4 separate regions of the Sus scrofa genome follow, and regions 2, 3 and 4 are each linked to region 1. A link is a contact called in public Hi-C and HiChIP or PLAC-seq data. All regions are on one chromosome and are shown on one strand. The core of a region is the stretch at or near the end of the contact, and the rest is flanking DNA. Distances in the headings are between cores, read along the strand shown. Region 1 holds the start of GABARAPL1 (GABA(A) receptor-associated protein like 1). Region 2 has its middle 7.2 kb from the start of TRNAK-UUU. Region 3 holds the start of YBX3 (Y-box-binding protein 3). Region 4 holds the start of LOC100520491 (killer cell lectin-like receptor subfamily B member 1B allele B).

Region 1 (6,764 bases), core at 1,447-3,946:
CCTATCTGTGAGATGTGGCTAATACTCCACAGGGCTGGACTGTGCATGAATTTTCAAAAAAGCACACCATCTCTCCCAAGTATTTTCCTGCTTTACTGCCGGTTTTCACTTCATTGTCGCTATAAAGATAATTTCAAAATCCCATGACACCCTCTGTCTCAAGGCACAAGCATGCCGATTTTTCTGGATGGCAGCTCTAGAGATGTGCAGAGGCTAAACCCAAGTCACGTGAGCAGTCAGGGTACGTGACTGCTTTAACAACACTCTGGTCAGGCGGAAAAGGGCTTTAGAAATTATTTACTCTAACCCACTTGTCTGTAAACAGGATCCTTCGGCACAGCCAGCCAGATTCAGGCTTCAGCTCAGAACCAGCACCAAATCCCAGAACTCAGAGCAGAGCTCCTTTTGTGTCACAACTAGAAAGAGGGCCAGAGGCTGAACATCTAAGGAACGGGCTGGAAGGATGATGGCTGGTTAAAACCTAACTGGAGGAATCATGAGATCTACGCGATGGCCATGTTACCTTACATTTTATCACGGAGGTAAAACACTTAACACCAGACAATGAGCGGAAAAAAATAAAATTGGGGGGATTAGCTGAAATATTCTGGGTGAATGCATGGAAATGACTAAAATGGAAACGGCTGTTTTGAGGAAGTATATGGAAAATTTAACTTGATTTAGGAATAGCTATGATTCTGAGTCTGTGACTTCCACAGAACCACTGGAACAGAGCTTTATACTGAGAGAGTTCTGAATAAACGGTAGCCGTTCTGCTGACTGGGACGCTTTTCTACCATCATACCACCATCTGTGAACTCTTAAGGGCAACTACAGTTTACTCTGCTATTTCCAATACCTAACAGTGTGAGGTATTTGAATTTAAAATAATTCTGCTTAATAGAACTGCATTAGACACTGAGAAAATAGATGGCATGGGAGGCCCAACAGCCAGGGTGGGGGTTCCCAGCTCTGCCACATACCAGCCCTGTGAGACCTTTTAGGGGGTGACTTCATTTCTCTGGGTTCGGTCCTTCACCTGCAGAATGGGGTTATAATGCTGGGAGGACTAAGTGAATGAATATTAGACAGAGCTCTGAGAATACTCCCAGGTACCTGGTAAGCTAGCAATAAAAGTTAGTTGTCATTTTCAAGACAAGCATGGGTATCACCTTTCTTGGGGGAAAATTTTCAAAGCAGTCATTCAAGGTTCAGAGACCAGGAAAGTAACCTGTGAAGGATCCTTTACTGGGTAATAAGGCTGGCTCTTTTTTTTTAGCTGAAAACCCTTTTGTATGTAATTCCTGGGGAATGGAATGGCCCTAACGTCTCCTCTACTTTATAGGAAAAGGACTGCAAGAGCTTTATAAAGCCCAGGTCGCTGGTGGGTGCTGTAAGAACATGAAAGTTAAATGAGGATTGGAAAGGACGGGAGTACCATTCACAATCAGAAAATCGCAATTCCTTTACGTGTAAATTATACGTAGTATTTATCCTAATTTCCCTGCCCGCAGATAAAGAGCACACTCTCTAGTTTCTAGTTTCTCTAGTCTCTGGTTTCTCATCTCCAAAACTCAACGGTGGTAGTTTCCTCTACCCCACTTTAAAGATTTCTGCCTTCCAACTGGGCTGCGCAGCCCACATTAGAGAAAAACCAGGCAGGAGGCAGTGGAAGGGGGTGATGGGAAAAACGCCCGGATGCAGAACGACACCTTAATATTTCTTCTGTTCCTCCTCACTGCCTGCACTAGTTCCTATTACATAAACCAGCGTCCAAAATCCAAGAAAAAAAAGGTCTCAGCCCTTCCTTACTGTGACCAGGTACAATGTGTTCAGAATAAATACCGGAGGAAGGATGGCTGCCCCCACACACCCCGTAGCCAAGAATGATGAGGCAATCTGGCTGCTGCTGCGCAGAGAACGTGACCTTGTTTTCTGGGCCAGGCCTGTCTTGCGACGCCCCCCCCCCCCACCTTTTCTAATCCTCACAGAATAAAATAAAATATCCACTGGCTTCGGAACATTTCCTTCCCAAACCCAATGCTATGAGGATCAAAGTCCACCTGATTAACGGATAACTACCTAAGGCCGAAACTGATGACAGCAAATCCTCTCTGTGTTCCCTTAATTTCCATGCTGTCTTAAAGGCAGCAAACGGATGATCTCCACCTCATCATTCTCGCACAAAAGGGTCCCTTTTTGAGGACATCCCAACCCACACATCCTCTGAATACTGCTGAGTCACTCAAACGTACGTTCCAATCTAAAACTGCGGTCAGCTCCAAGGATGGGTTCTGACCCTGGGGAAATGGGTTTTAAACGGGCCGCAGTCTCAATGTTCATTCCACTGGCTCTCCTCGTAGTGAAGGGCGTTCAGGTTAGGTAATTTTAGGGATCACCCTTCTTCTGTGCCTTCGGATAGCCATCACGACTTCCCCGCCCCCGGCTCATCCCCCCCCCCGCCTCTCTCCCCCTCCCCCTCCCCAGCACACTCACGGGGACCCGGTCCGGATATTTCTTCCGGATCTTTTCTCCTTCCTTTTTCCGATACTCAAAGGGATGGTCCTCCTTATACTGGAACTTCATGATGGACCGCAGGGTTTCTAAGATCCCCGGACGGGGCCTGCCTCCCTCGCGGACAAACGCGTCTCTCCCGTCTTGATTCCCTCGGCCAAACCGCAATGTGCCTCAGACCCGCTTCCGAAAGGCCAGCCCCGGTCGCTACGCCTCCCCGCACAGCTTTCCGAAGGGGCTTCGGGTCGTCTAGAGGTAGGGGACGGCCAGGTAAAGAATTCCCGGCGGCTTTTCCCGGCAGCTGGGAACACAAAAACAACACGGCGGCGCGGGTATCTTGTGACGTCACGAAGCCCCGCCCCCAGCCCGCCCCCAGGGTTCTGGCGACCGCGGTTGGGGGTGGGCAGGAGCTAGGTCCGTTTCAGTGTTTTCTCCTTCACTCTTAACGTTCTCGAAATCGAGTTGCTTGCAAACAGAGCAATCTTCACCTCTTATTTTATTGGAACTGTGACGTTAAGTGTGTTTTTAAAACCAAAAAAGTGTTCTAAAAATGTCTTCTTCCCTCTCTTTGGCCGTTTCTTGGTTGGGCCCTCAAAACAAATGCAGATGGCGACATCCAGTTTTTTTCAGCTTGTTGGGATCTGAAGTCTGGGAAAGGCAGAGACAGAGGTCCTGAGATACCTCGGGCCAACGCTCAAGTGCCCGGTGCTTGCATTTTGCCCTTCGTCCTTTGGATGGCCCTCTCCCCTGACCTTGGGTGCTGGGCTGGCTCCCTGAACGGTGACCCCTCCTTCACCACGCTGGCGTCATCCTGTTTGGGTCCCTGCAGCAATTTGTTCCTAGAGCAGCAACATAAACAGAGCGTGACTCAGGGATTTGAAGAGGATTTCTATAAGGTGAAGGGCACGAGGTGTCATCAAGGTCCAGAGAAGTGATGTCAGTCACGACTGCTAAGGGCTTTAAGCAAGTTTAGAGATAGAAATGATTTGCTTTCTCCTATTAAGCCAGAAGTTGGATCTGTCTTTTGGGAAAATAAAATATAAAGCGATTCCAGTGTTTAACCCAGCAATCCTCAAGCATTTTTTTCCTCCTAATGCAGAAGTGCACCGGAGGAGAGTATTCCTCTCCTAAGGTGAATACAAAGTGCTCCTTGAAGGCGGGTGGAAGACCAGCCCCCTCTTTCTCAGCAAAGAATCAAAAGACAAAGGCCTTTCCAACCTCTAGTAAGGACGGTGATTCCAGGGATCTGTAGTGGAGGAGCAACAGATATTGTAAAGGGTAAAAAAGAATGAGGAAGAGATGAAGAGTGAAGAGCTGCTTTGCCCTAAACAAGTCTAGGAAGTTCTAAAAAAGCATATTAGACAACAGCAGGCCTATTCACCTGTCTTCTCTAATCAAGGCCTCAGTATCTGATTTAAAAAAACAAACCCACGGGAGTTCCCTGGTGGCCTAGCAGTTAAGGATCAAGTATTGTCACTGCTGTGGCACAGGTTCAATCCCTGGCCAGGGGAACTTCCACATGACATGGGTGTGGCCAAAAAAACTAATAATGAAAATTAAAAACAAACCCACAAAGTAAAAGAAACTAGGTTGCATTATTAAAACAAGGAAGAAAAATGGCATGGCCTTACTTTTTGATGCTAATTATTTTTCCCTGCAGCACGGCATTTTTCAAACCTTATTTTGTATGAAAATCCAGGAATTCTTTTATCACATAATACATTTATAATATTTAATCCTTATTTTCAAATTGAACGTTTTAGATCATTTGAGCTTTGACCCAAATATAGCTAAATGTCTCAAAAGAGTACTTTAAAACAAATTGAGAGAAATAATTACCATGGAGATCAATATTTTTTAAGAATATTTTTTCCTCTCAAATCTACTGAAAACAATCATAGGTAGTTTAAAGCTGATTTTTACTTTTATTTAACCACTGTCAATTTATATATGGACAATAATTTGGAAATGAAATTTAAGTTGATCTTTCTGCCTTAAGGCTTTTCTAAATGCTAACACTTTATCTTAACACTGCCCAATCTGTCAGCCCCCAAAGCTTGTTTTCTTTCCTTGTAGCAGAACTCTTAAAATATTATACAGAAGTTAATTTTATAAATTAAAACATTCAATCTGATAAAAATGTTTCCAAATTCCCTTTTTAACCAAGGACAAAATACTATATTGAAAAGTTCACATTTCAGGGACATACCTTCATTGCTGATGAGAATGGAAAATGGTACACCCACTTTGGAAGACAAACTGATGGCTTCTTAGAAAACATAACAGGAGTTCCCGTCCTGGCGCAGCGGTTAACGAATCCAACTAGGAACCATGAGGTTGCGGGTTCGGTCCCTGCCCTTGCTTAGTGGGTTAACGATCCAGCGTTGCCTTGAGCTGTGGCGTAGGTTGCAGACGTGGCTCGGATCCCACGTTGCTGTGGCTCTGGCATAGGCTGGTGGCTGCAGCTCTGATTGGACCCCTAGCCTGGGAACCTCCATATGCCGGTGGGAGCGGCCCAAGAAATAGCAAAAAGACAAAAAAAAAAAAAAAAAAAAAGAAAAAGAAAAAGAAATCATAACATACTCTTGCAATACAAGACTACAATCAACCACTTAGTGTCAAAGAGCAGAATTTGCTACCCCAAAAAATATCTATGGCATATTAGTTATTTTAAGCGGGTTGTTTTCTAAAAAAAGAGCAGGTGGGGGGAAGCAAGGGAGAGTTACCCTTTTGTAAGTAGCATTTACGTTTGTAAGGAAAGTCTCCTTTATAAGGGTGTCTTCCTTGTACCTAGAAGAAGACCGTGACCAAATCCTTAGAAACTCTCTTATTAATACAGAAGTTGAGGACTTACATCTGCATAATCACCTTACCCTTTCTATTATGTTTTGCCTGGCAAAGGACTCTCCAGTAAATGACTCTCCCCAGCCTCAACATCCCCTTTTGTCTTTAGCCGAGGGAGGTATTTAAAGTGAGGGCTTGGGACATTTTGGTGAGTTCCTCAGTTCTCCTGGGTCTCTCCGGTGTAGACGTGTTATTAAACTTCTCTTTGGTTTTCTCCTGTTAATCTGTCTCATGTCAATTTAATTCTGAGACCAGCCAGAAGAACCTAAAAGGGCAGAAGACAATTTCTTCCTCCCCAACATTAGTATTTACCCAAAGAAGTCGAAAACTTCTGTCCACGTGAAAACCAGCATACAGGTATTTATAGCAGCCGTCTTCATGTGTGTCCAAACTTGGAAGCAACCAAGACGTCCCGAGGTGAGTGATGGACCATTCTCCAAGGCCCTGCCTCCTCCAGATGGAAGGAATGTTAAAGAATCTGTGGACTTTTTTGTTTGTTTGTTTGTTTTGTCTTTTTAGGGCAGAGGGCTGCGCCTGTGACATAGGGAGGTTCCCAGGCTCGGGGGTGAATCAGAGCTGTAGCCGCCAGCCTACACCACAGCCACAGAAATCCGGGATCCAAGCCGTGTTGGCAACCTATACCACAGCTCACAGCAACGCGGATCCCCAACCCACTGAGCAAGGCCAGGGATCGAACTCTCGTCCTCATGGATGCTAGCCTGGTTGGCTAACTGCTAAGCCACGATGGGAACTCCATGTGGACTTATTTTCAAACCACTGTTATTACTCAAATCCATGTGTAATTAGTCTTGAGTTTTATCTTTATTGTTTTGAGGCAATAGAGAAGAAAATGCTAACTGATGCTAGAATAATTATAATTAAACCATATTTCATCCTACCATTTGTCTTCTTAATATCTTTCAGTGGTCAGAGATTCTTTATAGTGGTTGGGAAAAGTTCAAATTCCTTAGTAGGGAAATGGAGTACTTAGGATCTGGCTGCTGTTTATCACTGTAGCCTCAGCCATGTCCTCCTTTGCACTCTCTGTTCCAGGCATACTAACTGACTTAAATTCCTTCTTCCCCTAGTGTTGCCTTTGTTTCCGGCCATGAGATATTCTCAAAGGCTCTTCCTGTGAAAACATTTTCTCCTCCTATTTTTTTTTCTTCTAATTCCTATGAATCACTCAGGATTTAGTACAGGCATCACCTTCTCCAGGATATCTTTTTGATTTCATTTGCTTGGATCTTTCTGTATCCTTTTCATGGGCTTTCAAAACATTGCGTGCTTATCATTGTCAAAGCACATTTGGTAATGATGTATCATACATTAGATAATATAACACCCATTAATTCTGTTTTTTTGGGGGGCAGGGAGTATGCATGATTTTGGAGGGAACTGCTTCT
Region 2 (6,764 bases), core at 1,718-4,217, 500 kb after region 1:
CCGTACTAATTCATTTCTTGTTTTTTATTCTTTAAGCTTGCTTCAGCGGTGAGATAGGAGCTCTGAGAACTGTTGGTTAGCTATTCTTTTTTTTCCTTAAAGTCTTTTATAAACAGGACTATCATACAGTTCATGTACTGAAAAAATAAATAGGTTCAAGTCCTAATCCAGCCCCCTGAACTCTATGTTCCTGAGCAAGTAAATATCTTGGAAATGTAGTTTGCTCATCAATAATAAGAACATTCAAGGCAGTGATGTTTGCTCTGTGTAGGACTTTAGCCATATCTCATCCATTTAGATATTGCAATGCTGTCAGTATCATTTTGTATAAATAATCTGTGTTTATTGTTTGAAATTCTCTTCAGTTCAAGAATTATTTAGAGGAGCGATCTTCTTTCTTCCAACTATTGAGTTTGGGGTTTAAAATATCTTAGTAATTTCTAAAATAATGACAAAATATTTAACTCTGGAAAAGAACCTGAAAAAATGGATATATGTATATGTATAACTGAATCACTTTGCTGTACATCTGAAACTAACACAACTAAAATAAAACTTTTATTAAATTGAAAAAAAAATACTATTTTTTGGAAAGGAAATGGTGTGTTCTCAGAGGTGCGTAATTTAGAAGCCTCATAAATCTTCCCAAAGTGAGGTCCAGCTGCTCACTGCTCAAAAGCCAATTGTCAAGGAGTAAGATTGGTGGAAAGGAAAGTTTGCTTTATTTTGGAGTCGGGTAGGGAGGGCAGACTCGAGTCCAAAGGCTGACTCCCCCACTGACAATCAATAGGCAAGAGCTTTTAAAGGGTCTTTTCAGGAGTGTAAAAGCAGAAGAAGGGGGCTACATGCAGAACACTACAAACAGCTCTGATGGTCACTTTGAAACTGGTCATATGCCATGATGCATCAGTGTACACTTCCAAACATAGCCATAGACAGATCTGCCTGGATTTATGATGGGGTTGTGTCCCAATAAACCCATAGTAAGTTGAAAATATTGCAAGTCAAAAATGCATTTAATGCACCTAACCTCCCAAACATCATGGCTGAGCCTAGCCTACCTTTAACAGGCTCCGAACACTTACACCAGCTTGCAGTTGGGCAAAATCATCCAACACAAGGCCTATTTTAAAATGAAGTGCTGGCGTTCCCGTTGTGGCACAGTGGTTGGCGAATCCGACTAGGAACCATGAGGTTGCGGGTTCGATCCCTGGCCTTGCTCAGTGGGTTAAGGATCTGGCGTTGCCATGAGCTGTGGTGTAGGTTGCAGACGTGGCTTGGATCCCGCGTTGCTATGGCTCTGGTGTAGGCTGGGGCCTACAGCTCTGATTGGACCCCTAGCCTGGGAATCTCCATATGCCGTGACAGTGGCCCAAGAAATGGCAAAAAGACAAAAAATTAAATAAATAAATAAATAAATAAAATGAAGTGCTGAACATCTCATGTAATGTACTGAATACTGTACTGAAAGTTATAAATAGAATGACTCTATGAGTCCAAAACATATGTAAGTGTATGGATGGTTTACACTTGTGAAGGTGGGCTGATGGAGAGCTGGGTTCATGGCCACTGCCCAGCACCACGAGAGAGTATGGTTCTACCCATTGCTAGCCCAAGAAAAGATTAAAATGCAAAATTCAAAGTATGGTTTCCATTGAATACATATTGCTTTTGTACCACGGTAAAGTCAAAAAATTGTAAGTTCAGTCAAACCACTCTAAGTCAGGGACCATCTGTACTATGGTTGCATATGCTTTCTCTCCAAACCTGTTGTTCAACAAGTTGAATGTAGTGTAGATATTTGTTTTCCACTGATATAAATTATGTCTCTAATTTGGGGCTGAGATCTCTACCTTGATTTTCCACATTGATGCCTACAAGCCCGAGACCCACAAGAACAGATCTAAGTTAAAGCTGCATTTATTACGAGCTATAGCAGGTACCACACACCATGGGAACGCGTGGGTGCAAGGTTTTGCCAGATATTTGAAAGCAACAACAAGACTCCACAGAGCATGCTCACCTAAGGCCTTTAATCTAAAGTCCACAAATACTGTGCCACAAGAGAAAGAGAATGCAGGCAAACATTTGAGAGGCCAGAGAAAGGGAAGGACAAACACCATATGATATCACTTATATGTGGAATCTAAAATATGTCACAAATAATCCCGAGTTGCTGTGGCTGTGGTGTAAGCTGGCAGCTGCAGCTCCAATTCGACCCCTAGCCTGGCAACCTCCATATGCCCACAGGTGTGGCCCTAAAAAAAAAAAAAGGCATAAATGAACCTATTCACAAAACAGACTCACAGACACAGAGAACACACTTGTGGTTGCCAAGGGGAAGGGGGAGGGAGTGCAATGGACTGGGAATTTGAGGTTAGTAAATACAAACTATTCCATTTAGAATAGATAAGCAATGGGGTCCTACTGTGTAGCAAAGGGAACTATATCCAGACATCATAGAGCACAATGAAAGCAAGAAAAAGACGTATATATTATATATACCTGCTCCTGGGTCATTCTGCTGTACAGCAGAAATTGGCACAACATTGTAAATCAACTCTACTTTAATTAAAAAATAGAAGTTCCCACTGTGGCACAATAGGATAAGCAATGTCTCTGTAGTGCCAGGACACAGGTTCGATCCCTGACTTGGCACAGTGGGTTAAAGGATTCAGTGTTGCAACAGAACTCCATATGTGGCGGGGCAGCCAAAAAAAAAAAATTAAGAGATTATTTTAAAAGGCCGCAGATATCATACAGCAAGAGAAAGAGAAGGCAGGCAAACATTTGGGAGGCTAGAGATTTCTAGGGGCAATCACCCAGGGTTCTTTTCACATGTCTTCTATGTTCTGGCTCTGAATTGAACTCCCAAGGTCATCTCAAGGAGTTGTAGCTCTGGGAAATTTCAGGGCAGAAGTTCCCATGTGGGTTTTTATTCCCCACTTATCCCGTTGTCCAGGCTCTCTGGTTGGGCCAGTTGGAAACCATCTATCAACAAACTGCTCCAAGGGTCACCATGGGAGTTTCAAACTTTGAACAACACATTATGAATTCCATTGCACATTTTTTTTTAGCCAAGAGTCAAAGCCAGACCAATAGTTCCCAAAGCTAAGGCTATATATAACTTTTCCGGTCCAGTTCAGCTGAAAGTCAACTTTATCCTAAGCAGTCCAGTATGTCAGTAGGAAGGAATTAGGAAAGGGCTGTTATAAGATTGAGCCTTGTCCTGGGAGGTTTGGGGTAGAATTCTATAGAGTGGGGCTTGCTCTAGATCAGATGTCATCAGAAACCAGTATTTTAGTTCACCGGGTAACTTGGTTTACTGGGTTACTGGGTGTTGTAAAGAGATAGGACTAACTTGTAGCTGTTATATGGTAACTCTATGATTATCTCCAAAGGCACCTGAAAACATGGGCAAGTTAAGGATGAATGAACTAGTGATTTACAAGATGAGGTTTAATGTGCCAAAAACACATGCATGCATGCATGCATGCTTTATCAGCTACACTACATGTGTTGCTGAGAATGTACAGATCGGTGTTCTACCTCAGGTTTATCTGATTACACAGGCAGGTATAGGATAAAAGATGTCTTAACAAACTCATGCTTTGATTTCCCAGAGACAGATATTACACACACATCTTGGAGGTTCACAGTCTAAAAGACAAAGCAGGTGTCATGGGACGAGGACCTGGAAGATGTCTAGGACCTTCCTGATATTTTCCTGTGATTTCCTTCTCCTAGGGTATCAGATCTTTTGCCTCCTCCTTTTTAATTTATTTTTTTTTTTAATGGCCTCAACTGTGGCATATTGACATTCCCGGGACAGGGACTGACTCCAAGTCACAGCTTCACGCTACATCACACCTGCAGCAGTACAGGATCCTTTAGCCCACTGCGCCGGCTGGAGATTGAACCCGTGCCTCCATGGTGACCAGAGCCCCTGCAATGTGATGCTTGACCCAATGTGCCACAGTGGGGACTCCTCTCTTGCCTTTTTTAAATTTTTTAAAGTTTTATTGAAGTATAGTCGACTTACAAGGTTGTGATCATTTCTGCTGTACAGCAAAGTAATTCATTTATATATGTACACACATCCATTCTCTGTCAGATTCTTTTTCCATATAGATAATCGCAGAATATTGGGATAGAGTTCTCTACTACACAGCAGGCTTCCATTAGCCAAAATGTCACTTAAGTATACTTTTTGGAGAGTTTTATTCCTTTAGCTTGTACAGCCCTGTGTAATTGTTGAAGATTTCTTAGTAGTTTTAATACATTAGGCAGGGAAAACATACCAAGACTTAAGCAGTAAACGGCAAAGAAGCTACAGTCACTGATATGAGCTGGGAGAAGGACATATCTGGTTATTTGTGTAGTTACACAATGTTCAGATTTCTATCTGTACTTAGAGATGATTGATGAGTGACCTTGTTTCTGTCTCAGTCTGTCTGGCTCCAGAATGACCTTGTGGAATGTTTGTACTCTGTGAAATTGGTATGGTCAGCAGAGAACTCCAGCTAAGAACTCTCAGGGTGCTTTTTCATATCTTAATCCCCCGCTTTTGGTGAAAAACAGATGGCTTCAGGTCATAGGATATCAATCTGTGATATGCAGATCTTCATCATTGCTAAAATCAGGAGATTTTCCAGAGGACGTTGTTTGTAGTTGGATGAGAGGTGGCCCTTCATGCTGCTGTTACAAGCTGGTGAACCATGTGATGTGATAATAGCCGTGGAGTAGCACCTAAGACTTTGGGCAGGATGCAGAGTCCAGTGCAACAGAGACAACTCCCAGCAACAACATTGTTTTACTCCTTCAAATAGACCATAACGCCAAGAACTGAGATCATTAAACCTAGACCAATAAAACACATTCCAATATCCTCGTAAGCTCATTTCAGAAAGCCAGGTGGTTTTATTCTTCTAGCTTAGTCATACGCTGTTTATTTGTTTGTATTTCTTTAATGAAGTACAGAAAGCATTGTTCACTCTATTTGCTATAGCGTGAATGTCCTCCCACCCTGAGAGTTACTTAAGAGAAAACCATAAGCCATGCTAAACTTGGCTAATAAATTTAAAATGATTTGTTGGGTTTTAAGAGTAGAAGTGACGTCCTCGGAGTTCCTATTGTGGCTCAGCAGGTTAGGAACCTAACCAATATCCATGAGGATGCAGCTTTGATCCCTGGCCTGGTTCAGCGGGTTAAGGATCCGGCAAGTTTCAATATAGGTCACAGATGGGCCTCGGATCTGGCGTTGCTGTGACTATGGTGTAGGCTGGCAGGTGTATCTCCTATTGGACCCCTAATCTGGGAATTTCCATATACTGCAGTGGTGCTCCCTTCCCCCCAAAAAGAAATAATGTCCACACAAACAATAGTACCCTAGATGGGCACAACCCTAACTCGTAGAATAAGTATCCTTCATTTTAATAGGAGGGAATCAATCATTTGTCCTTTAAGGTGGTCAGATTTTCTGAGTAGAGGTAAATAATTCCTCCAAAGTTGTTAAGGATATAGTATCCTCAATAGAAGTATTTTAAGGCAAGTGGTGGTGGCAGTGGGGTGTTCAAGGTTGAATCTGTGAAAGATTAACTGTTGGGAGTTCACATTACGGCTCAGCAGGTTAAGAGCCCAACAGAGTCTCCATGAGGATGCAGGTTCAATCCCTAGCCTAGCGGGTTGCATTGCCGAAAACTGTGACATAGGTTGAAGACATGGTTTGCATCCAGTATTGCTGCAGCTGTGGTGTCACCCAGCAGCTGTAGCTCCGATTCGACCCCTAGCCTGGGAACTTCCATACGCTCAGGTACAGCCGTTAGGACTAATGATGTAAAAATAATTTAAATATCACACAAGACCTGTAAAATATAATCCACTTTTGGAAATATTTTAGCAACGTTTCTCAATCCTTTTTCGATTTTGTTCCCTGAAAAGCTTTTTAGACATTTTGTTTCAAATGGCCATAACCAAAAGATTTTAGTACCATAGATAAAGACATACTGTGTACTGTTATATCCTATGTGTACAAATAGCTTATACATAAAAAGAACAAGACATTCTCAGCCCAGAAGAACTAATTTTTGCCCCCTTGGGCATGATGTTACCCTTGCTGAGAATGCATGTTTTAAAGGAATAGCTATTAGAGGATTGACAGCAGGAACAGATAGAAGATAATGGAAATGCCAATCAGACAATTCAAATTGGTAACTATTGTCTGAAGGAAATGCACAAGATCATTTTGTTTTTCCTTGGGTGATAGAAGAACATAGGTCACCAACAATAAAATGAAGAAAAACTCAGAGAGCTTGTCGAGAAATTATTCAGTCCACACGAGGTGTCTACATTATATTACAGTTAACAATGTTTTAATAATATAGAACAATATCTATATTATGTTACTATCTTAATAAAGTGTAAATATGTCCTTTATTTAATAAAATATTCTGGTGTTTTTCTTTCCCAGAGCTCAAATGCTTTGGTATTCAGGCTGCAAATCTTTGGAAAGCTAGGATGATTATAGGTATTTGGATTTTTAAAAATATGTGTGGGAGTTACTGTCATGGTGCAGCAGAAATGAATCCATCTAGGAACCATGAGGTTGTGGGTTTGATCCTTGGCCTCACTCAGTGAGTTAAGGATCCTGCATTGCTGTGGCTGTGGCGTAGGCCGGCAGCTACATCTCTGATTCAACTCCTAGCCTGGGAACCTTCACATGCCGAAAGTGCAGCCCTAAAAAGCCAAAAAAAAAAAGCTCCATT
Region 3 (6,764 bases), core at 3,002-5,501, 430 kb before region 1:
CTGATGTGTGGTCCAGATTGCTGGGCCAGGACGTTTTCAAAATGGGCTTCTGGAGCATTATTCTGGAGCATTATCCAGATAAAGTTCTAGTTATCTGGAAGACTTGTATAACTCTTCTAGTGGCAATATAGTAGCCATTAGCCACACTGACACATGTATGACACATTCAATGTGTCAAGTTCAAACTGAGACGTGTTATAGGTTTAAAATAACATATGAGAGTTTAAAGATAGTACCAAAGGAAAAAATAATGTAAAATGTATCATTACTAATTTTTATATTGAGTAAATGTAGCAATGATATATATTTTGGATATACTGGGCTAAGTAAAATGTATTAAAATTAATACCATCTGTTTCTTCTTATGTGTTGTGGCTGCCAGAAATTTTAAAATTACATATGTGCCTCATATTTGGGGCTCAAATTATATTTCAATCAGATGGTACTAGTCTAGACCATAAGCTCCTTGAATATAGGGCCATTCTGGTTTTGATTTGCATGATATCCTTGGCATCTAATGCGAATAATCAATAAAGGCAGTGAATGCATTATTAGTGAACAACAGAGACATAATCAGGGTACCTTCTCCCATGAACATTGTGCTGGAGACCATGAAAACCCTTTGCTCTCTTATTCCTCTACTTTTTTATTCCAAACTAGCTGATTCCCTTCTGTGTTGTTTTAGAATCAATCAGGTGTTACTTAATACTTCACTGTATTCCAGTTTGATATATGCTCATATAGTAATGCGTCCATACTTAAGCTTCAGTGTCTTGAATGGTTCAAATGCTCCTTAATCTCTTTAGTCAATCAACTGCACTGTCTTCCCTTGGGTGGTATGCGCACTAGTCCTTTGTCAGCTCGGCATCATCTTTAACCTCCCTCAAGGCAGGAAATTTATTTCCCAGAGTCTCCTTCCCTGAAAGGTTCCAGGTTAGAAACTGTTAATAAGAGGCACTAATTCAAGATTTCGAAGGCAGAAGAGGACACTGTTTTTTCCAGTCACTTATAGGAAGACGTCCGGGCACATGGAGGCTCAAAGCTGCTCCCAGATAAACTTCTTGAGGAACTCCAGCATCCATGTGGCCAACTGAGATAGCTGATATGGGTGGACTCATGGTGAAGCTAATGCAGTTTAAACTTCGGGGCGCCTTTCTTGCATGGGCCTTTTTTAAGACTCTGGAATTAGCTTGCAAATTTGTATTCACACTTTCATTTCTTTATTCTTAAAGAGAGCTCCCAATTGGGTAAACTTTAAGTCTTACAAAACTGGCTCTAGCTCTGAATAGTTGGGAGCCTCCTGGAGATCCTGTGCCACCAGTGGCTTCAGGGAAGCCCTTGAGAAGCCCTGCATTGGTGGGGCTGGAGTCTGAGATCTCCAGTGGAGCTCTCCAGCTTTCTCTCCCCTTCCAACAGTTGTGAAACTCTCTGTTCATACTAGGAACAGCGTGGCTTTCATTTTCGTGACCAAACCTGTCATAGCTTAAAAAGGATTGCCATCACCAATTAGGTTATGATTAGATTGTGATTCTTTTTCATTGTTGTTCTTAACCTCAAATTTAAGAAACGATGTTTTCTTAGAATAGAAATGAAAAAAAAATGAGTTAACAACATGAAAAAAACCTCAGAGCAGGCTTTAGACCAACATTAGATACTCATAATGTAGCACTTAGGTGCATAGTATATAGTTTAATAAATATGTGCTAATGCATGAGCATATGGATTAATGAGTAAGCAAAGGAATGGAAAACTGTGTGCATCCGTATCAAAATTGCTTTCTTGTTATGATTATTAAAACAACAGATTATATTTATTTTAATTAATTCTCTCTAGATTTATTTAGCACAGTACCAAGAACTCCCAGCTGCTTGCTGCTTTTTTTGGATGAAAACGATGAGTAGTTTTGGGAGTCATTCCAGCACAAAATTCTAGGAAATCCCAGGATGCATCTGTAATTATTTTAGGGTCTTCCAGAGGTTGGAGACCACACCTGTTAGTCATGAATTATTTTCCAAGGGTGAATATATATATAGAGAGAGAGTGGTTTTGGCTATTAGATTGGAGTTTGAACAGTTCAAGCCCTCATTTTTTTCCTTGCAATCCAATTTTGCATAGCAATGATAATCATTTTGTTAGATAAGAAAGTCAATGGCCAATCCTCACCAGAATAAATCATGCATATAATTTTAACTGACTATACTCTTTAAAACTAAGAAATAATTTAACCACACTTAGAATCAAACTAGCATTTTTTTAACATAACTACATATAGATAATATCACTGTATGGTCCATATTACAGTCTAAAATATGAATTTAACATTAACACCTTTGTCAATTAAAAATTTAAAAATATAGATGAGTTACATGGAAAAGTCAAATATTCCATATTTTTTTTTAACTACATATAGATAATATCACTGTATGGTCCACATTACAGTCTAAAATATGAATCTAACATTAACACCTTTGTCAATTAAATATTTTAAAATATAGATGAGTTACATGGAAAAGTCAAATATTCCATATTTTGCTTTTTTTTCCTAAGAATTAATTTTTAAGTTGTATTTTTCATGGATGGAGTAAGAAAGCAATAAAGCAGGGCATTACAATTATTGATAATGCTGGAATCTAATATACAACACAAATGAATCTTTCCACAGAAAAGAAAATCATGGACATGAAAAACAGACTTGTGGTTGCCAAGGGGGAGGGGAAGGGGGAGGGAGTGGGATGGATTGGGAATTTGGGGCTAATAGATGCAAACTATTGCCTTTGGAATGGACAAGCAATGAGAGCCTCCTGTACAGCACTGGGAACTTTGTCTAGTCACTTATGATGGAGCATGATAATGTGAGAAAAAAGAATGTATACATGTATATGTAACTGGGTCAGCTTTCTGTACAATAGAAAATTGACAGAACACTGTAAACCAGTTATAACGGAAAAAATACAAGTCATTATTTAAAAAACAATTATTGATAATGAATGTGTTCGTAAGTAAGTGAGTGTGGAAAATGTTGGTCTTTTTATTTGTTTTCATTTAGTAAACATTTACTATGCTCTAACTCTGTGTTAGGTACTGTGTGCTAACCAGTGGGAATATAATGATGAATTACACCTGATAACTACCCTTCTGATGCAGCCACAGAACATAGAATTCTGGGGTCGGGCGAGGTTGGAGGGTGTAAATGATTTAGGGGAATAAGGAATGAAAAACGGAATTTTTCGTTAGACCAGACACTGGAGTTACATGTGATAATCCCATCCACGTTCCTTTGAGGAAACCAACTCTGGGATATTGAACACCTCGTCCAAGTTGACTCCATTAACTAAGAGCAGCACTAGAGTGTAAACCTAGACTTGCCTGGATCCTGGAGGCAAAGGACGCCTGATAGCCTGTATCCCAATAGTTCTTGAATACAGAGCACGGTCCCTCTGGCCTGGTGTTCAGCATGATCTCGTCCATTCTCCAAAGGCCATGTGAGCTCTGCAAACGGACTACCGTTTATTGGGTGATCCGTTTCTCTGTTACTCTCCTCCCTGAGGCTAAGAGGGCTCAGTTGCTTAAGTTTTCACTAGCTGGCAGGGGCAATTAGAGAAGAAGGTAAAATTTATCCTCCCCCCCAAGTATAGTATTATTACATATATATTAGCAGCTCACTATTTGTTGCCATTACATTGATGTAAACTCTGATATTTGCATTACTTCATGGAGGTTTGGACCTCAGTTTCCTCACCTGTGGATTATAGAAGAAACCATCTAACATCTTTCAAGAGGAAGTAGCCAAATAGCTTTAAGATTGTATAATTCCAGTTCTTCACTGCTGTATCAGAAACAGTTTTTCGTGCTTCATAAACGTTGCATGGATAACTAGAACGGATTTTAAAAGCCAGTATTTGAGAGAGAGAAGCGCCCGGTCATTTGGATGCCCTACTTTGCTCCTCCTAGAAGATGTGGTTAGGCAGGAGTGCCCCGCTGCCCGGCTCCAACAAAGGGCCGGCAGAGCGTGCTCGGCAGAAAACTCCAGAGTACCCTGCCAACCTCAGATCCACCCTTGCTTTCCTTTCCCGGCCACTCGGGCCCCTGCTCTCAGTCCCGGGCCGATCGGCGGGTGGAAAGGGCACCGGGCCCCTTTAAATGCTAATGAAGTCGATGCCCAACTCGGGAGCCAACTCTCTCCACCCTCTTCCCTCTCCGGCCGGTGCGCCGCCTAGAAAAACTTGCGCGGGGCCATTTTTGGGGCAGTAAGATCGAGCGAGGAGCCCAAGAGCGAGCGCACAGCCCGAGAGCTCGAGCCGCCTCCGCCGCGAGACCCACCTCGGCCGCCGCCGCCCGCGCCACGAGATCCGCACCGGCCTCCCCGAGAGCGAGCCCCGGCCGCCGCGACCTCCAGCTGCGCTAACCGCCGACCAACCGCCACCGAGGTGCCCGAGGGAGAGCGGAGGAGGCGGCATGAGCGAGGCGGGCGAGGCCACCACCACCAGCACCACCAGCACCACTACCACCACCACCACCCTCCCGCAGGCTCCGGCGGAGGCGGCCGCCGCGGCCCCCCAGGACCCCGCGCCCAAGAGCCCGGCGGGCAGCGGCGCGCCCCAGGCCGCCGCCCCGGCGCCCGCCGCCCTGGTAGCGGGCAACCCGGGTGGAGACGCGGCCCCCGCGGCCCCCACGGCCCCGGGCACCGCGGCCCCCGCCTCTTCGGCCGCCGCGGGCAGTGAAGACGCGGAGAAGAAAGTTCTCGGTGAGTCAGGCCCGGGAGGATGGAGGCTGCCCCGGGAGGAGCGGGCGGCCGCGGAGCACGTGTGGGCAGCTCCCACGCCTGTCCCGCTCCGCGGGAGGCCTGACAGCACGGGGTCCCCGGGGACCTCGGGTCCCTGGCGCAGGTGGCCAGTCCCCCAGGCGCTGCCAGGTGAGCGCGCGGCGCCCTGCGCTCCCCGCCGCCTGAGCGCGTCCCTTCAGGTCCCAGGCCCGTGAGGGACGGGACTTAACTTGGATCCCCTGGGCACGCACTGTCGCACACTCCCATGGCGAAGCATCCCTCCGGACAAAGGGGAAAGGAGCGGCGGTCGGGAAAGAGGATCCAGATTTGGGATAGATGCGGATGTAGGGATGGGACAGCACCCACGTGGGACGGGGACATAGTAGTCCTCGCCTAGGTTCTGGGTGAGGAGAGCATTTCCTTCGGGGGAGAGGAAGGCGCCGGACCAGACGGGAGGGAAAGGTGCAAAGGCATCTTGCTGGGAAGGCTCAGGTGTCTGTCCCTGACGCCCTTCCCACGGGGGCGCAGGAACGAGGCCACGCTTCTGTCGGCCACATGTCGGCGGAGAGGTGTTGCAATCCTCTCCGGGAAACTTGGGCTTTGGTCCCTCGTCCCCCTCCCTCTCTGCCCGCTGCTGCAAAGAACCAGTCAGTGTTTTCCAATCCCTACACATTTGCTTCTTCCCGGATTGTGGGAAAGCATTTGGTGCAGCAGCTGAAAAAACTTCGTCGGAAGTGTGGGTATGACGTTAGTTCGCAGCATCGTTATCTTGGGACTTGGAACTCCGGGAAGGAGATCGGAAGAGGAGCCATACAGGTCGGGGGTGGGGGAGCAGGGCATAACAAAAGGCGTCTGTGGTGGTTGGTGGTTTTATCGAATATTTCAGCATTCTCTCCTGAAGTAAAGCCCTAGGTGGGGCCTTAAACCGGTTTACAGAGCAGGTGGGTGGGGAATAAGTTCTCTAAAGGGTGTGTGCTGTAACATTCCCTCTTTTTTTAAAACAGGGAAGGTAAGAGATGCTGTGGGATGCTTCCAAGAAGTTTTCAGTATTTTGGATAGGGCATGTTTGATCTGAGTCTTGCTTGCCCAGTTTTCGAAGAAGAAAATTGGGGGAATAATGTAAAGAAAAGTTTAATAAGATTCCGATTCCATGTTTCCTGCCTTGAGAGGCCTCTTTTCATGCCCCCCCCTTCCTCCCCTGGGCTAAATTTTATTCAGTTAACTGTCAAACAGCGTGCTAAATGTAATATGTGTAGGGTTAAGAAGCCAAATAGCTCTCATATCGCTGGACTTAAAAGTTGCTTTAAGTCTAGTAAGGTTTGCATGGTGATATAGTTTCCAACAAGTGTTCCTTGGAACACTTCCATGCAAAATGCCAGAGAGGCAACCTTGGCCTACCCAAAGCAGTGTTAAGATCTATTCTTAATGATAATTTATTTGCCTTTAAGGGAGATTTTGCAGCTTTTCCCTTGATCTGACTAAACTTCTGAATTTTAAACCGAAGCAGATATCTTTAAAGATGAAGGAAACAGATAACATTAAAATTTCCTCAACCACCAACTGCTTTTAAGTCTGTAGCACATCCTGGTGATGAGTCTGGAGGTCTTGGATCTTTCCACTGTCACTTCAACTCTCAAAAGCAAGGACAGCCTTCCACATGACATTTCAACACCGTCTCTGTCCAGTGTGTTCTGCCATCAACTTTCCTTAGCCAAGCAAACACATGGGTGCCTAAAATGTGCCAGACACAGGGCTGACTGAAATTGAATTCTGGTTTGGGATTTTCCCATTCCAGTGTTTTTGTTTTGTTTTGTTTGTGTTTTTTAATTTTAACAAACGGTCTTTAACTTCAGTGTATAGTCAGGAAAAGTAGTTTACCTGACCATAAGAACACTTCCCTTCTGGAACATCTTTGAAGCTTAATGGTCTTCAACTTTGTCTCCACATCCCTTTCTGTGCATGGGAAGTGAGTTGATGGTTTTCAAGCAAGAAGTGTGCATGA
Region 4 (6,764 bases), core at 2,295-4,794, 340 kb after region 1:
CCCCTTTACTCTTTCTTCTTTATGGTACATTTCCCTGTGGTTAGGCCACTTACTCATCAGCTTTATTTCTTAATGAAACTAAGTGTTCTTATTTTTGGTTTTCAATGTTTGCATCTCATTTTAAGTTTCACTTTGTCTCTGATGCACTTCCAGGCTGCAATAGAACCTCATGCATTCTCTGTTGGAAAATTTTTTGCTTCATATATAAAATGGTAGTCAGTGGTTGGTTTACCAATCTAAACTTTTACATTCAGTCAAGCTACATTTCAAGTTCACAAGTGTAAAAAACCCATTCAGACAAATTCCTGAAAACTATAATTTCTCTCTGTCTCTGATATAGATGTTGTCTTTGCTGACAAAAATCTCTTGACCCTACTTTGAACAAATTTCTGGGCTGATAATAAGTCAATGTTTCAGGTATTTTTGACACAACTTTCTAGTTAGAGACAGGTCCCTCTACTTGTGCTTCAACCTCAGTCTATGTGTATTTGAAGTGAATGATCCTATGGTTTCTTTTAAGGTAAAGTTTTACTCTTTATTTTAAAATATAGTTCCTCTTTTTGCAACTGACAATGCTGATTTGCACAACTTCCTTTTCTTAGATATTGCCTGATATGTGGTTAATTTCTTAACACACCGTATAATCTGTTCTGTATCTTTGACATTTAACATTATGGACATTAATCTTTTATTGTGCTTTTGTATCTTATTTTTCTGCGTTGTACCTTAATAATACTGGTAGAAAAAGGGGCTTTTCCAAATTCTTAAGAATGCATACAATTTATTATTAAATATATTTCCTTAAGCATTACTATTTTAGTCCCTTTTTCTAAACACAAAATATCTATTTTAATGGCACTTAAATTAATTAATGGAAGAAGAAAAATAAAATAAAGCACCATAAAAGGGTGAGGAAGAAGTTAGAGAAATACCATGGTAAATGTAAAAGGAAGCCGGTGATGTGCAAGAGAAAAATAGGCGTATTTACAGTTTAACATGTTACAATATCCCATATCCTATGATAGTCCTTCATATCGTATCTGTTGTAGATTAGAATATTGGCATTAAAAGATAAATTTGTCCAGACTTCTTTAGCTGCTACCTTTTTTAAGTCAAGATTCAGGCCTAGGCTTTTAAAATTACAAAGCCAACACTCTTACAATGGACTATGATGGAAAGTTGAAACTAAATAATACAGGAAAAATGAAACAAACTAATTTAGCCACATAATATTCACCTTGAAAAAACATTTTAAAAGAATATGATATGAATATAAAGATGTTTAAAATGGATAGCACTATGGATTAAGAAGAATCAGACTTAAAATCAGTCAGAAAATTTAGCAAACACATGCAAAAATGCTTTCAGATATTACAGAACAGAAAGCTCAGGACTGTGTTCCTTCAGAAAAGGGAAGCAAAAAGAGTTCCTGTCCTGGCTCAGTGGTTAATGAACCCAACAATTATCCATGAGCATGGGGGTTTTATCCCTGGCCTTGCTCAGTGGATTAAAGGATCCAGCATTGACATGAGCTGTGGTGTAGTTCACAAACATGGCTTGGATCCTGCTTTGCTGTGGCTGTGGTATAGTAGAAAGAAATAAAATGAGAAAGAAAGGAAGAAAGGAAGAGAAGCAAAAAAGAAGAGCGCTAAGATGACTCCAGATTTCGCTGGGAGTGATTTTCCATAATACAGAAGCAGGAAGAACTATCCAAAGAGAGCTAGCAGCCTCATTGAAATTGAGGAGACAAAGATAAGGGTTTGAGGAATCTGGGGCAGTTGAGAGAGTTAAAAAAAAAAAAAAAGTTCCCTTAATTCTACTGAATACTGATATTCATAGAGTTAGGATGAAAATGCACAAGTCTGGGTAAATGACATCAAAGCAGTTATCTGCAGACCAATTCAAAATTATCAGATGCCACTTTACCCTGCCCCCGTGGGACAGCCATGAGCAACAAGATGAAAATTAACAAGTGTGATAAGGCTGTGAGGAGACATACATTGACAATGAGAATGTGAAATCTTTTCAAGTTTTACGAGAATTTGTACTACTGATTTTTATATATTCCTGTTTTTGAGGTGACAAAATCTTGGGAAATCATTGAGTTATGATGGCATTTCAACATTGATCCTCCTCAAGCTCAAATCAGTACTCTAACCTAATGATGACTTGTCTCTGGTTTACTGTCCTTTAAATGTCAGCTCTATTTTCTCAGAAGTTGTGTGTTTACAATGAGTTAGTGCTTTTCCTCAGTGTGAGCGGTGGTCTGTCTCTTGATTTTGGTGTACGTGTTTTATTCCAAATAACTAAATCTGTAGTCTACTCTGTACGTGTGCTCTTAACTGTTAATTTTGTTCGTGATTATTTTATCTTGCTTGAAGACTGATTCATACTTCTTCATTTGATAAAGATAGGGTTTTTTCCTGCTTATAAAAAAAAGACTGTAAAATGGTGAAGCCTCAGTAGAAAATAGTTGGACCATTTTCAAAAGTTTAAACATAGTTACTAAATGACCCAACAATTCCACTCCTAAGTATATATCCAAAAAAAAAATCAAATCCATATGCAAATGTTCATAGCAGCACTGCTAATAAATGCCCCAAAGTAGAAACACATCAAATACCCATCAAATGATAAATGTATAATCAAAGCATGATATATCCATACAGTAAGATATCCTTCTACTATAACAAGGAATGACATACTGAAATACTACAATCTGGATGAGACTTGAAAACATTGAATGAAACAGCCCGACTCAAAACTGTGTGACAGTCTACTTATGTGAAATGTCCAGAATCCTCACATCATGTCAACTATATCAATATAAAGATGTTACATAAAAATCATGCAACTGGCAGCCCCATTATTCTTCTTCTCAGAAGAACCTGTTTGTTCACTGTTCTAAATCATCACTGGTAAATATTCTTTGTCTGGGATTAGTAGCCACATATCTTAAATGGCTTCTGTTGCCTTTTTTCTTTCAAGGAGGCTAACTTGGATTTCAGCACCTCCATTAGTTCAGAGATTATAGTGAACTCCTCCAGATGTAAGCAGCACACTAAAAAAAAAGTGCTTTTTTTTTTTTCTTTCTTTCTTTTCTTTTTATGGCTGCACCTGCAGCATGTGGTTCCCAGGCTAGAGGTCAAATTGGAGCTGCAGCTGCCAGCCTCTACCACACTCTCAGCAACACCAGATTCAAGCTGCGTATTAGACCTATGTCACAGCGTGTGACAATGCTGGATCCTTAACCCACTGGATCAAGGCCAGGGATCAAACTCGCATCCTCACAAACATTATGTCAGGCTCTTAACCCAGTGAGCCACAACAGGAACTCCAGCACCTAAAACATCTTGATCTTTTCTTTTAAGGTCCTTAAGTAAAGAGACGCTTAAGGTTCATCTAAGTAAACATGCAGTCAGATATTTCCAAAAACATTGCTTTGCCACAAATTGATGGCTGGAATAAGAAAATGCTGACTATCCTGTCCTCCTACTAAATTTAGAATCTCCAAATTTAGGACCTGAAACATGCAACACTATACTTCTCTAATGAGTTAGTGCACAGTGATAAGCAAAGAAAGTTCTCAAACATCTATTTTCCCTCTAGAGTAAGGTTTAGTGTCTATCAATTCTTTCTATTCCACTCACAATAGTATCTCTCTCTCTTTTTTTGTTGTTCTCTCCCTCAAATTGCCATTCTGCTTTGAAGAAAATACTAGAAGGTCATAGAGTTTCTGCCGGAGAGCGTGTCTAAGAAAAAAGAGGAAGTGGTTCATAGTTAAGTAGAACAATATCTTCTGTAATATCATTAAAGATTAAAATGATTCCAAACATAGGCGGAATACTAACTGTAGAGCAAAAAACTACGGCTTAAATAGTCCTTTTCTTCTATGACATGCAAGGGTTCAAAAATCTATTACCTTGATTAATAAGGCTGAACACATTGCTTTTGAGTGTTATTCATCGGAGAAACAAACCAAACTCGGGAGAGGGGAAGAAAATCATCCTTATCAATTTATCTAACTTACAGGAAGTTTGCCAACATATGGGACTCCCTTCAGCAGAATATCACTAGTGGGCTTCTCTCTCGTTTTAACATAGGCAATGGCTGGAGATATAGTCTATGCTGACATCAACATTGCCAGGACTCTTTCTTCGGAACATTCCTCTTCAGTACAGAGATCCGGTAAGTTGGATTTAGGACTCATTAAACTTAATACTTTACTTTTAATTTCCCTTATTGCTGCCCTGTGTCTATATTTGCCTTACTGGAAATAGTGAAGAGACTGGATTCAAAGCAGAACTTACTGAATGCAAGAATGAAAGTCAATGTTTTTAGTGACACAAAATGTTCGTAAAGTTAATTTTAATTTTAGCCTTAATATGTAGAATTTCGCTTTGGGTTTTCATAGACCCTCTATTCTTTATATTTGTTGTGGTGAACATTTATTATACTTACATCAATCCTCATGTCTCCTTTCTCCTCTACAGCTTTACTCACTCCAATCAAATCTTCCCTTTTAAAATAGTTTGATCAATTTATTTACACTGAGGAAAATATCTCTGGCAATGATTCGCAATGTTATTTATCCTTTTGGAATTTGAATATTGGTAGGATAAAAATGTTAAGCTAAAGACACAAAATATTAGTATTTTATTTCCTGAAGTTTAGGATTGATGACTGAGTAAGAGAATATTTTTGGAACATAAATAGATAGGCATACAGCTAAAGAGAACACTGTACCTTAATCACAAACCACCTCGAAAATAATAAATTTTCAAATCCAGTGTATTTTCTATATACATTATATACACATGAAGCATTAGAGAAATTTCTGTATTTCTTTCCTATTCTTTCCTTTAGGGTAAGAATTTTTATATTATAAACTTTATTTAAAATGTTTAAATAACTTAAAATCTCCTCATTGTGCTTGGCCTTGTGGTGTAAATCTGATGTTTTGCTTTTCTATATTTCCCAAGAATGCCTTTCTTCTCCTATATTTTTAAGCTTGCAGTTATCAAATGAATCTGAGGTGTAGTTTTCTCTAGTTGCAAGAACATGTTATTTCCTATGTTTAAATATTTTCTCTCTGCCTTGCTGAATAGAGGCTTATCTCTTTTCTCCATAGACCAGGAATTTTCACTTTAAATTAGCTAATGGAACTTAGTTTAAAAAACTATGTGGACTAGAATTGTATTCTTATTTGCCCATTTCCCCCCAAATCTCATATAATTGGTCAGTTTTTCTAGAGATTAACTCACTTCAAGCAACAAAACCCATATATATATATATATATATATATATATATATATTATATATGTATAATTTTATGGCCACATCTCCAGCATATGGAAGTTCCCAGGCCAGGGACTAAATCTAAACCTCAGCTGCTACTTACACCACAGCTGCAGCAATGCCAGATCCTTTAACCCACTGCTCTGTGCTGGGGATCAAATCCCACACCTCTGTAGCAACCAAAACTGCTGCCGTCAGGCTCTAAACCCACTGTGCCACACCTGGAACTCCAACAAAACCAATATTTTTGATTCTGCATTCTGAGATTTAATTTCTTCTGATGATGGAAAGAACATTACTCTTTTCCTTGTTTAAAGATTTGGAGACAACAATTTTAATGCTGTCTAGTCCAATATTCTAATGTTTAAAAAAAGGAAATATGACTATAATAAAGATTAAACTACTACCTATAGTCATGCTTATGACCAGATGTCAAATTTCTTACTACTCTTTCACTGCACATCTCTATTTTGGACAAATGCAACTTCTGCCCTCATGCATCATATCACTGAAGAGAGAAAGAACTATTTGATACCTTGGTTTGTAAATGTCCATGGAGCCCCACACAATTGTCCAGGGCCTTTCTTCCTAACTTGCTAAATGTCACTTATTTTGCTCTGGTTGTTGACTTTCTTTTTGTTCTTTAAATTTACCATATTCCTTCCCATTTCAAAGCCTCATCTATGTCGAAAGCCCCTCCCCAATCTCTTCATTTTTGTATTCCCCGCACCCCTCACGATATTAAGTACATAGCAAGCAATCAATAGATGCTTGGTAGGTGGAAGAATGTATAAATGGACAAATAAACTAATGGATCTCATTAGGTACTTAATAAATATTAGAGGTTTTTCGGTTCTCCATGATATAAAAAACACGGCTACTACCATGAAGCTGAGTGAAATATGGGTGAGAAGTGTGATTCCACTAAGAATACCCCAGGCTATGATTTGGGAATTCATAGCGTTCTTAAATTTTCCTTCAGCTGCCTAAAAATATGAGCTAGCATCCCACATTAGGCCTTTTATGAAGTTTGAAGATTTATTCTTTAAGTTTTTAGGTCTGTAAACTCAATTCTTCATATTAGAAGCTAGTGCTGGGACATCATCACCTTCTTCTTCTGATTGCCTTGATTGGTACAATTTGAATTGTTTTGCCTAATAAATGAAAACACATGGACTTCTTTAAAGTTTTGAGAATAAATTCCCACTAAAGATGTTTTACTTAGCAGGAAGAATTTGAACAAAATCCCATAATATTTCACTAAATAAGAGTTCCTGTTGTGGCTCAGTGGGTTACAAACCTGACTAGTATCCATGAGGATGCGTATTCAATCCCCGGCCTCACTCAGTGGGTTGAGGATCTGGTGTTGCCATGAGCTATGGTGTAGGTCACAGACATGGCTTGGATCTGGCATTGCCATGGCTGTGGTGTAGGCCAGCAGCTGCAGCTCCAGTTCAACCCCTAAC

What was found. Hi-C and Micro-C count contacts between places; a contact is called where the count stands out from the background. HiChIP or PLAC-seq counts read pairs in DNA pulled down with a chosen protein or histone mark.
Region 2: a Hi-C map of liver shows a contact between it and region 1, with 7 times the contacts expected there. The contact joins the enhancer-like site here to the promoter of GABARAPL1 in region 1. A contact is called at or near these places in 4 of 47 Hi-C or Micro-C datasets (heart right ventricle, liver, skeletal muscle and 1 more) and 1 of 2 datasets of contacts at active chromatin or transcription factors (alveolar macrophages).
Region 3: an H3K27ac HiChIP or PLAC-seq map of alveolar macrophages shows a contact between it and region 1. The contact joins the promoter of YBX3 here to the promoter of GABARAPL1 in region 1. A contact is called at or near these places in 3 of 5 promoter capture datasets (fetal liver, fetal skeletal muscle and liver), 2 of 47 Hi-C or Micro-C datasets (heart right ventricle and skeletal muscle) and 2 of 2 datasets of contacts at active chromatin or transcription factors (alveolar macrophages and skeletal muscle).
Region 4: a contact with region 1 is called in an H3K27ac HiChIP or PLAC-seq map of alveolar macrophages. The contact joins the promoter of LOC100520491 here to the promoter of GABARAPL1 in region 1. A contact is called at or near these places in 2 of 47 Hi-C or Micro-C datasets (retroperitoneal adipose tissue and subcutaneous adipose tissue) and 1 of 2 datasets of contacts at active chromatin or transcription factors (alveolar macrophages).

Annotation. Positions count from the first base shown.
Region 1 is chr5:61,764,731-61,771,494 of Sscrofa11.1, forward strand. It overlaps GABARAPL1 (GABA(A) receptor-associated protein like 1), which reads right to left and starts at 2,697. Exons shown (of 4, transcript NM_001190287.1): 1 at 2,497-2,697. The coding sequence starts at 2,586.
Region 2 is chr5:62,261,719-62,268,482 of Sscrofa11.1, forward strand. No RefSeq gene overlaps it. Among named protein-coding and RNA genes, the nearest start is that of TRNAK-UUU, 7.2 kb to the left of the region's middle. Within about 2 kb of position 2,968, at least 14 of the 83 cell types and tissues checked have an H3K27ac peak or open chromatin away from gene starts, as enhancers often do. A contact at or near this core is called in liver, where this site is marked.
Region 3 is chr5:61,333,617-61,340,380 of Sscrofa11.1, forward strand. YBX3 (Y-box-binding protein 3) reads left to right here and starts at 4,252. Exons shown (of 10, transcript XM_003126475.3): 1 at 4,252-4,744. The coding sequence starts at 4,456.
Region 4 is chr5:62,103,155-62,109,918 of Sscrofa11.1, forward strand. LOC100520491 (killer cell lectin-like receptor subfamily B member 1B allele B) reads left to right here and starts at 3,545. Exons shown (of 6, transcript XM_003481689.4): 1 at 3,545-4,188. The coding sequence starts at 4,107.